Linked DNA regions of Mus musculus: regions 1 and 2 are each linked to region 3. A link is a contact called in public Hi-C data. All regions are on one chromosome and are shown on one strand. Each heading gives the region's core, a stretch centred on a gene start, on an enhancer-like site or on the middle of the called end of the contact. The rest is flanking DNA. Distances are from core to core; before and after follow the strand shown. Region 1 overlaps Prkcz (protein kinase C, zeta). Region 2 overlaps Prkcz (protein kinase C, zeta). Region 3 has its middle 64 kb from the start of Morn1.

Evidence for each region. Hi-C and Micro-C count contacts between places; a contact is called where the count stands out from the background.
Region 1: a contact with region 3 is called in a Hi-C map of cerebellum, with 1.9 times the contacts expected there. The contact joins two enhancer-like sites. A contact is called at or near these places in 2 of 484 Hi-C or Micro-C datasets (both in cerebellum) and 2 of 115 datasets of contacts at active chromatin or transcription factors (bone marrow-derived macrophages and memory CD8 T cells).
Region 2: a contact with region 3 is called in a Hi-C map of uterus, with 2.0 times the contacts expected there. The contact joins two enhancer-like sites. A contact is called at or near these places in 2 of 484 Hi-C or Micro-C datasets (embryonic fibroblasts and uterus), 2 of 115 datasets of contacts at active chromatin or transcription factors (bone marrow-derived macrophages and embryonic stem cells) and 2 of 9 other capture datasets (adipose tissue and pancreatic islet).

Annotation. Positions count from the first base shown.
Region 1 is chr4:155,306,480-155,309,845 of GRCm38.p6, reverse strand. All of the region lies in intron 4 of Prkcz (protein kinase C, zeta), which reads left to right. Among named protein-coding and RNA genes, the nearest start is that of Prkcz, 53 kb to the left of the region's middle. Within about 2 kb of position 1,550, at least 100 of the 459 cell types and tissues checked have an H3K27ac peak or open chromatin away from gene starts, as enhancers often do. A contact at or near this core is called in bone marrow-derived macrophages, cerebellum and memory CD8 T cells, where this site is marked.
Region 2 is chr4:155,281,552-155,284,815 of GRCm38.p6, reverse strand. All of the region lies in intron 10 of Prkcz (protein kinase C, zeta), which reads left to right. Among named protein-coding and RNA genes, the nearest start is that of Faap20, 33 kb to the right of the region's middle. Within about 2 kb of position 1,470, at least 105 of the 459 cell types and tissues checked have an H3K27ac peak or open chromatin away from gene starts, as enhancers often do. A contact at or near this core is called in embryonic fibroblasts and uterus, where this site is marked.
Region 3 is chr4:155,149,192-155,152,313 of GRCm38.p6, reverse strand. No RefSeq gene overlaps it. Among named protein-coding and RNA genes, the nearest start is that of Morn1, 64 kb to the right of the region's middle. Within about 2 kb of position 1,598, at least 293 of the 459 cell types and tissues checked have an H3K27ac peak or open chromatin away from gene starts, as enhancers often do. A contact at or near this core is called in bone marrow-derived macrophages, cerebellum, embryonic fibroblasts and 2 more, where this site is marked.

The DNA of each region.
Region 1 (3,366 bases), core at 301-2,800, 160 kb before region 3:
CCACAGTATTTTCACATAATCTTTCCATAACCTCCCATGGACTGCACCTATGCGCCCCCACAGCCCCTCCAGCGTGCTCCGTCTCACCTCGCCTAGCTGTGACAATTTTCCCTCTGCCTGAAATACCCTTGTTAGTGATTTTTTTTTTTTCCAAAACCGCAGATTTGCTGACAAGTAGTTATCCGGGCTTTGTTTGTGCAGTGTGCGTTTCCAGTTCAGTTTAGGCTCCCGTTATGCAGCCTTTTCTCACCCAGCTTTGAATCCCTACCTGAGTTTGCTGAGTCAGGTGTGCCAAACATATTTCAACCTACAGTATCTTCAGAGAGAGAGGTCATGAGGCTTTGGAGGTGATGTGGGTAATGTAAGGAGGTTGGCGTCCCTACCAAGAGAGACCTTGAGAGGCTGTGCTCATCTAACACCCCACTATGAAGGACATAGGTGCAGTCATCCCCAAGCCAGGGACAGGCCTCACCTGAACTCAACCCAGCTCCAGGTAGCCTCTGGAGCTATCTGAGGAAGAGTGTCTGTTGTGGAAGAAAGCGGCCTTTGGTGCCCACATGGTAGAGACAGATCTCTACATCCATCTCTTGTCTTAGTTACCTGAGCTGCTGTTCCTGTCTCCAGTCAGATATCCAAGCACTGAGCCCCAGCCCATGTTTTCCATATAGGCCCTAAAGAATCAGGAAGGCCCAGCCTGCCCCCACGGTCACTTTCCTCCAGTGTGGCTTTGGTTTCTCCAGCTTTCCTCACTCACCCTTGGCTGGAGGCTTAGACTGGTAGAAGCCACACGTTTCCCTTCCGTGGTTCTCCACAGCAAGTTACATTCATAGCATGCCTCCAATCGAGCTCTCGATAGTAGCCTCTGTGCCCTGTGTTCTGTCCATTGCTGGCTTCGTCGAGTCCTGCAGATTCTAGCTCCTGAGCTCTAGCCTTGGCCCTCAGATCTAAGGACTTAATCCAGTCCACTGACCGTGGGGGAGGTGGGCAGTGATCCACTTGCTGTGTGCGCGTTTCCTCCATCGACAGGAGCCGTACTTAGCACGAGTCCATGGCAACTGAATTACTTGGAAGTTGATGTCTTCCCATTAAATCAATAAAAAGAAAACTACTGGTCAACCTTCCAGCTGGCCCTCTCAATTTGTATCATAGTGTACTTGAGTCTTTGCATCAACTAGTGCAATGGTTGGCATGTGCTGGACTTTTTCCAGGTCTCCCAGGGCCATTCTTCTTAATGTTTACTGGTCAGGAAAGGATTCTTGGTCTCCTAGGGTTCCTGGGGCTCCTGGGACCCATAGGCAGCCCCTCTTCCACAGCCCTGTCTGTTTCTGGTAGATAAAGGGATAGCATCAAGTTTATGCATCCCCAGAACCTGTGTGGCCACTGTTACATAGCAAGCTGTCAGGTCCCTTAGTCCTCCTCTGCCTGCCTGCCTTCTGATCCTGTTCTCTGTGAGAGGCTCAGGCACGGGCAGAGAGAGAGACTGTGTGAGGTTTGTCCGGGCACCTTCAGAAACCCTGTTAAGGCGTTTCATCCAGCAGAGGGCCCCCGAGATCCAGCCAGAGCATCGCTGTCCACGTGGACAGTTTTCCCTCCGGAAAGAGCTGCCCCTGCCTCACACCAGTGTGAGTCTTTCTCTTTCCTTCCCTGGGAACCACGGAGCAGCTGTTGTGGGATTTATTTCACCGCTCCCCCAGATGGCAGCACAGCTTCCCGTAGGCTTCACTGTAGTACTTCACAGAGCCTGTCTGCCGTGTCTGGCTGCTGGGGAGGATCTGGTATCTTCCTGCCCACCTGAGACCCAGGAACCTCAGTGCCTGGTTTCCATCAGAGGTCACGGGTCCTGTATGTGCTCACCAGGCACCTGAGAAACAAGCTCCAAGCCCCTTGTCCTTTTCCCTGTGACACAAAGTACCTCACAGATTTTCGTGTGTGACACGGCCGTTGAACCCAGGAGTGAGGGTACTGATGACGTTTCGGTGTTGTGATGGATAGATGCAGATGGCACTGATGGGTGGTGGTTGTAGCTGGCCATGAGCAGTAGCCACAAGGTGACCCAGACTTACCCTGCCTCCTTTTGGTCCCACTCAGTGTGTGAGCATCCAAGGTGACCCACCACAGCCTAACCAGCAGTCAGAGTGTGTCTGTCTGTCTGCCTGTCTCTCTCTCCTTGTCTCTCTGTCTCTCTCTGTCTCTCCCTGTCTCTCTGTCTCTGTCTCTCTCTTGTCACTGATATCACTAGAATACATTTCTGTTGCTTAGTATAGGTATTAAATGAACAATCTCAAGGCTGGAGTAGGTGGGACTACCAGGACCTGTGCCCATGGAATAGACAGTAAGCACACACTCCCAGGAAGGGGCCTCTTTCCTGTGTTCTGCCCAAAAAGGAAGTTGAGGCTAGAAGTCTGACTCCCAATAGGAACTGACCAGCCCGGGTTCAGTTTGTTTCTTAGCCTTTTGAATGTTTTCCATAGCACATATCAGTTGTACATAGTAATGGACTTCACTACAACGCTTTCAAACACGTGCATAGTGTATTCTGTGCATGCCGTTCCCCCTGTTTCTGTTTCCCTCTCTTCCTCTGTTTTGGTTTGTTTTAGATGAAGTCTTGCTATGCAGGCCAGGCTGACCTTGGACTGGTGGCAGTCCTCCTGTCTCAGCTAATGAAGTGTCGGGGTCGTGGGTGTGAGCCACCACGCCTGGCTTCACATCTTATCTTCCTCCTCACACCGGTATCTGGGTCCCTTTACTACGGTTGGCCGGCGTGACCTGGGTGAATCCCCACTGAGGCTCATGCATCGCACCAGGGACACTGTCTCATGGCCAGTTTTCCCCCTACCCCACCCCCACCCCCGTCTTCCTCTGAGCAGCAGCAGTGTGTGAGCTTCTCACACATCTCTGATGCACCAAGGATGCCCCCTGCAGACAAGGGGACTGGGGCTTCTCCTCTGTTTGGCTGTCTCTTTGCTGCATGTTTTTCTACATCCTCTGGTGTGTTGTGGTTGCAGAGGGACACACCCAGGGCACAGAACGGGGCAGCTGAAAGGGTGGAAAACCCACGTGGGAACCTTGCCTGCTCCCCTTGCTCACAAACAGCCCGTCTCCCACGCGGCCATAGCTTCCCACGGTTGCAGTTCCCGTACCTCTCTACCCAGGCCTGTTTCTATGATTTCCCTGTTATTCTTCATTTACCTTCGAAAGCATGACATGTGTAAGCCTTACTTTCATCTGGAAGATGGATCAGTGTTGAGAAGCAGGAAGTTTGAGATGGGATGGGAAAGTCCCTAAGGGCAGGAGGTGAGCGCACACTCAGATGGCGTCGTCCTACCCTACCCCGGCCTTCCTACCTTCCACCCTCACTGCTGCCCC
Region 2 (3,264 bases), core at 221-2,720, 130 kb before region 3:
CCTGAAGGGTGAGATTGTAAAGAGCAGCCGTGCTCTGGTCAGCGTTTGCAGGGATGCTGCCGAAACAAGAGTCAGGTGTTCCAACCTCAGGTCACCCCGGTGCAGAAGCTGATGCTGGGACAGCCCACGTGCAGCAGCCTCGGCAGCCACTTCGAGGCTCAGTCCCAGGAGTAATGCCTGTCACATCTGGTTTCTTTTACTGGATCTGTCGCCGACACTGGCGTGGGTTAGTCAGGTTCTGCTTCCTCCCTTGGCTGCTTTAGCCTTCAGTAAATGTACATGCATGTCTCCCTTTCTGGTTGTGAGCTTCTCTCAAAGTAGGGTTTGCTGTGTGTGGTTTGTTTGGTTTTTTTGTTTGTTTGGTTGGTTGGTTGGTTTTTCGAGACAGGGTTTCTCTGTATAGTTCTGGCTGTCCTGGAACTCACTCTGTAGACCAGGCTGGCCTCGAACTCAGAAATCCGCCTGCCTCTGCCTCCCGAGTGCTGGGATTAAAGGCGTGCGCCGCCACGCCCGACTTGCTGTGTGTTTTTGAATCTCCAGTGACTGGGTAATGCCTGCCACTTAGTAAACCATGATGTTGAGAAGAAAACCTTAAGGTAAAAATCGCGTTTCCTGTACAAATATAAAGTGTGCACTTGTGAACTTCGTGATTTGTAGGGGAACCAGTAAAATGTAAAATGTTGCAGCCTGCCCTGGCATCCTGGCAGCTGAGATGTCAGTGGATCACCGTGGCTGGGAGCAGGGTTGGCAGTGTTCTTTCACTCAGCAGACCTAACTCGCTGGCTGTCGTCCGTGGATCCCCCTCACAGATTTGGGAAGTAACTCAGTGGCCACGAAACATCTCTAGAAATAAGTATCAGAAAAGAGCACAAGCCACACGGCCCCGAGTCCCCCAAGATGTCACTTGGGTCTGCCCTAAAGACTTCTGGCAGCAGTCTGGTCTAAGCCAGAGCCCACGCTTTCTGGCCATCTGTTCCTGCACTGTGCAAACACTTTATGCGTTTCCTCTGGGAACAAAACTGGAAAGTTCTGGAAGGTACTGTGGAATTAGCAGAAATGTACAGCAAGGACGTTTCATGGCTACCTACTCAGGAATGTGAGCGCACCCCCACTCCCGATGTGGGAAGCCTTGCTCCTGGTTGGTGCTGCCAATGACAGCCTTATGTGCTGCCCCCAAGAAAAGAGAAGCCAGCTCCTCTCTCAGTCAGAGACAGTCTCTGGCCTCGCACAGAGCAAGGCAAAGCGGCCACGAGCAGAAAATCTGGTGCCTGTAGTTGGGCACAGGATATGCCTGGATGCCTTACCTTGCCTGTCCTGCTACCTTAATAACCACAGGGTTTATAAAGACTTTCTCCCCGGAACTCTCCCTGGGTTCTTGCCGAGACCTCTGCCTGCCGGGACTGAATGAATGTCAGTGTGTTCTGCCTCCCAGTAGATCACACACGACAGGAAACCGAGGAAGCCCCAGGCAGGATGCTAGAGCTTGCTGGCAGCCTGAGTGGAATTCCAGCCAATAAAAGGCAATGGTTTCCACATGTGCCTGGAGATCATAAAAAGGCCGCTGTGGGGTGGGGGGGATGGTGGGGGGGGTGAGGGGGGGGAGGGGATAAGGATTTCTTTCCTCCCTTCCCAAATCCAGCATTGCCTGTCCTGGGGGAGGGACCCCACAGAATTCCTGCTCTCCACAGGCCAACCACCACTTCCACGGCATGTGTCACATGCTGCGAGACAGGGCACTTTAACACTAAGCCACACCCCACGTCTGCGCGGTCTTTTTCCAGACAGTAACCAGAATGAAAACTTCTACAAAAACCTCGAAAAACAGGGAAAACAGTTCAGCTTAAGCTGTTCCGGGGGAAAGGGCAACCTGAAATTTCTCCTGCCAAAATTCCTCCTTTTCACCCCCCTGGTGTGAGCCCCCCCAATTTAAGTGTGGCCTGGGGACAGGGATGCAGGCTGCTACTGAGATGTCAATAGACTTATCATGGGCAGAGCCTCAGATTCAATCCCTAACACCAGAGAGGAGGGGGGGGGGCAGAGTGGGGGAGAGAGGCAGGGAGACTTTAGTTAGCTTGGTCTGCTGTGGAGTTCTTTATTTATTTAGTTAGTTACTTAGTTATTACTATTGTGTGTGGGAGGAGGAGGTATGTTAGCCTGTCTGTTTCTTTCCTTCATCTGGGTTTTGGGGATCAAACTTGGGTCACCAGGCACTGTGCTCCTGCCAACACCCACACTTTCACCTTTTAAGGCAGGGCAAATCCCTCACTGTACGTCCTTGGAGGGGCGTCCATCGGCATCCTGACTTAGACGCTTGAGGAAACTTTAGACGCTTGCCTAAAGTAGCTTATGGATATTAGCTGTCACTTGATCCTTTGTGTGTTGTTGCTTATAATAGAGACCTGGAGAGGGAGAGAGCTTTTCCTCTCTGAGATCAGGACGTAATCCCCCTGGAACAGGCCACAGATCTGTCAGGAGTCCCAGAAGGCTGGCATCCAGACCAGGATGTGGGAGTGAAGAAGGTCCCTTGTGTTCACAGCTGGATAGCACACCAGAGCTGAGCAGCCACAGGAGCAGCAGGTGGTCTCTGAGAGAGACTTTGGCCTAAGAGAAAGGGAAAAGTCCCCTGATGCAAAGAGCCCACCTGGTCCTTCAAGAGCAAGCCAAGCACCCAATAACCACTAGACAGGGCTAGGCTGGATCTGGGAAGGGGAGCCATTGGGTGTGGTAGACATTGCAGGCCAGATCAGTGTGATGAGGACCAAGAAGGTGACTTACCATGAGCAGAGCGACCAGGTCCCGCCCTCAGAACCACTTCCCCATGCAATTTGGAGGGGCTGTGGCCTCAAGAGTTTCAGCAGGGCCCAAATTGCTGTAAACTTGGCAAGACTCTCTCAAGAGGCCCAGGGAGAGAGAGAGAGAGAAGATGACTCAGGCTGTCACTCACTGTGTCACGCTGGAGCCCAGAATGGAAAGAGCTGGTCTTGAGTGGCAGCTGCGGAGCTGAGCGTGGGAGCCATGTCAGCCATCATGCTGATAGGGTAACATCTCAACCCCCTGAAATGGTTGCCGAGCAGGCCCTGCAGCCTCTTACTGTAGAACACAGCTCCGGCCGCTAGGCAGGCCTGAGCCAGGGGTCAGAGCAGATTTATTTATTTATGTATGTGGGTACAACTGTCACTGTCTTCAGACACACCAGAAGAGGGCATCAGGTCCCATTACAGATGGTTGTGAGCCACAGTGTGGTTGCTGGGAATGAACTCAGGA
Region 3 (3,122 bases), core at 349-2,848:
CTAGCCCAAGCCCACTCAGAGGCAAGCCAGGTTTCCCATGCTTCCTGGGTTCTGTGCTAGCCCTTGTAAACTGCCCAGTTCACTGTTAACTTTCTGTCCACCCAGTCCTGAACCCCAGAGGATTTCAAGTATCCATGGCCAGTTGACAGTCTGTCCCCAACACTTGAGATTGTCCTCAACCCCTCCCCATCTCACAGCGATCTCCCGGAAAGACTTCAGGCTTCCCCTGCAAGTGGTTGCTAATGGCAGCAGCTGCTCCTCAGAGGGGACTTGCTTCACACTGGCTACTCAAAGGGAAATGTATGTCCTCAGATGCCTGGGGAGCCGGGAGGGAGCTAGCTACCCCAGGCTCTTGAGGAACCAGAGGAAGTAGTGACTGTCCCCAGAGAGGGAGACAAGGAGCACCTTCGCCCAAGCCCTGCCTACTGCTGATACTACCAAATGAGATGGTCTAAGGACCTTATCTGTGATGGAAAACAGAGGTCTCTTGTCCTTGAGACACCTGTCTGTTTTGAGTAGATGTGTGCACTGTGTGTGCATGTGAAGGGCTGTATATCGGAGACAAGACTGACCATGGGCAGGTGCAGGCCCTGGGGCAGTACTTTATGCCCACTCTCTACCCTTGGGGAGAGGCCCAGGGCCAGATGAATTTGACCCCTGTCAGGCAGGGCAACAGGGCGAACATAGTAGAGATCCTTTGTGCTGTGTTCATTTCTGGCCTTGGACACGTGGATGGGACCCCTGCCTGCCAGAGCCAAGGTTCATGGATCACTGCAACAAGACCTTGGGGTCTAACCTCATGCTGCCGCCTACTCGGGATGGACAAGTGGTCCACATCTCTCTCAGTATCCTGTTTCTACAGTAGCCACTTCACTGCGGTTACTGGTGGTTGTTGAGGAAGTTGCCCCCATCAAGTAGTGGAGGTGAAGATCTGCTGTACTGAGGGGCTGACCGCCATCGGCCTTACCCACACGTTCTCCCTGTGGCCTGGGTTACCGAGGCCCCCAAAGGCTGAGTACTGCAGCTCCGCTAGAATCCCCCATTAATAGTGCTTGGTGGCCTCGGGTCAGAAAGCACTAAGGCCTGAGCTGGCAGCCCAAGGTCCGACAGACAAGGGGTTGTCCTCCACCCGGGCATCAAGGATGGAAAGCCCTGTTGGATCCACGGCCTCTCCAATGCGGTGTTCACCCACCAAACAGGCTTCTGGCTTCGTGCGGCCGTCCGCAACACTTCTCCAGGAGGAGGGAAGGGCGCGGCACAGAGACGCCCTGGAACCGCCGCGCCCTTCAACTTCCCACATTCCCGCTCCTTCCGACGGGCGGGGGCGACCCTGGTCTGCAGCTCTGCTAGGCTCCTGCTAGCCTGGGGATGAGCTGGCCCCGGAGGTGACTGCTGCGGGGAAGCGCGACCGCGCGGGCTTCCAGCGGTTCGACCGCAGTCCCAGCCTGCGGGATCATTCCTGGACCCCAAGTCCCGGCAGCTCCCGAAGCCTGGGGCCCGCGGGTCCTGCAAGGCATGCCCCGCCCACGGGCCGCGCGGCCTCCGCCTCGCCCTACTACCCGCGTGCGCTTCCCTTCCCCCGCCTGCCGCGGATTCCGACGGGCAGGGCCCGGGGCTTCCGGCTGCGAGGAGAGAGCTCGGCCCTGCGGGACCAGCCCGGCGCCGCCCCACGCGCAACCCGACTTCCTGCGGCGTAGGATCCCAGAGACCGGGGCCAGAGTCCTCGGGATCCGCCTCAGAGCATGTGTTCGTGGTCTGCATAGAAGGATCGCGCCCTTTTTGGGAGGTTCTCACCGGCCTTGCCACGGGGTGCAGCCTATGTGTTATCTAAAATGGGATCTGGTCGCCTTAAGCAACTCTCTGCTGCTGTCCCTAGTCACTTCACTGCTGCCCTAGCGAATGTCCCAAGACTGGATCCCGCGCCTGGAACCTGCAGTCCTACAGGCGGTTTCCTCTGCCTCCAGAATCCATCCCGGCAAACCCCACGGGACTGGTGAATGTGAAGTTCCACCTGTCACCTGATCAGTGTGCATAACACCCCACACTGGGATCGGAGTGTGTAGAACTCTACCCAGCCCTCAGCCAAGTCCCTGTCCCCATCCCAGGGCCAGAGACCACTTGTTAGAAGCAGGTTCTGAGGCCCGAGGCCAAGCCTGCAAGCAGGGCTTCTTTTTCTCAGCACCTGACTACCCCCACGGAAACTGATCCTCACAAATAACTCTCTCATGAATCATGGAACTCTTGGAGGAGCAGATGTGCCTCCAGTTGCAGAGGTCCCTAGGGAGGTTTGTCGGGGTCCTGGGAGGTGGTCCTGAGTCCTCGGACAGAAGTGTGTGTGGTCGGCAGCTGAGTTAAGGTGTGATTCCTGAAATTTATCTTAGGAATATTTCTGGCTGACAGCCGGGGACAGGATGCCCTCGATTGGTCCAGCCCCACTCTAACACCAACACCAAGACACTGGGCCCTTGGGCTATAGCCCAGGATCCCCATCCAGGAGGGGAGTGTTGCAACTCTGATCTTGGGCTCCTCCATGGAGTACCTGATTCAGAGGTCATGGTTTAGGAGCCTGGGGTGGGTCTGCCCTCCTGTATCTCCTAGCCTGTATCACACTAAAGGAGGGAGGTTCCCTGTTCTACTGGGGCTCCAGCTGCCAACCTGAGGCCTCTGTGTCCTGATTGTCTACAGGACAAAGGTGGGAGAGTGGCACCATTGCCAATGCCGTGAGGATAAATACAAGAGGCAACAGTGTCTGGCCATTGCAACAGGGCAGACAGTCTGCTCCTTAGGTTTCATTTTATGCCAAGAGGAGCCTGGACAGAGCCACTGTGTATGTGTGTGGGTTGCCCATACACTCTGCTGTCCCGTTCTTTTGTCTGGCTCCTGAAGACCTACACAGAACCAGCAATTCCTCTACCATGGGCAGTCCCTACCACACCTGGCCTCCAAACTCCACTGGAACCTCCCCTTCCCTCTGGCTGTGAGGGACCTGTCTGAGGCCGTTCCTTCTCTGAGGAAAACTGAGCAGAAAGGGGCAGGCTTGCCAGCTACCGCTGAAAATTGTCTCCTCCGTAGTGGTTTTACTGGGCTAGGCCTGTGGGCTGCCCTGACACTATCCAGGATCA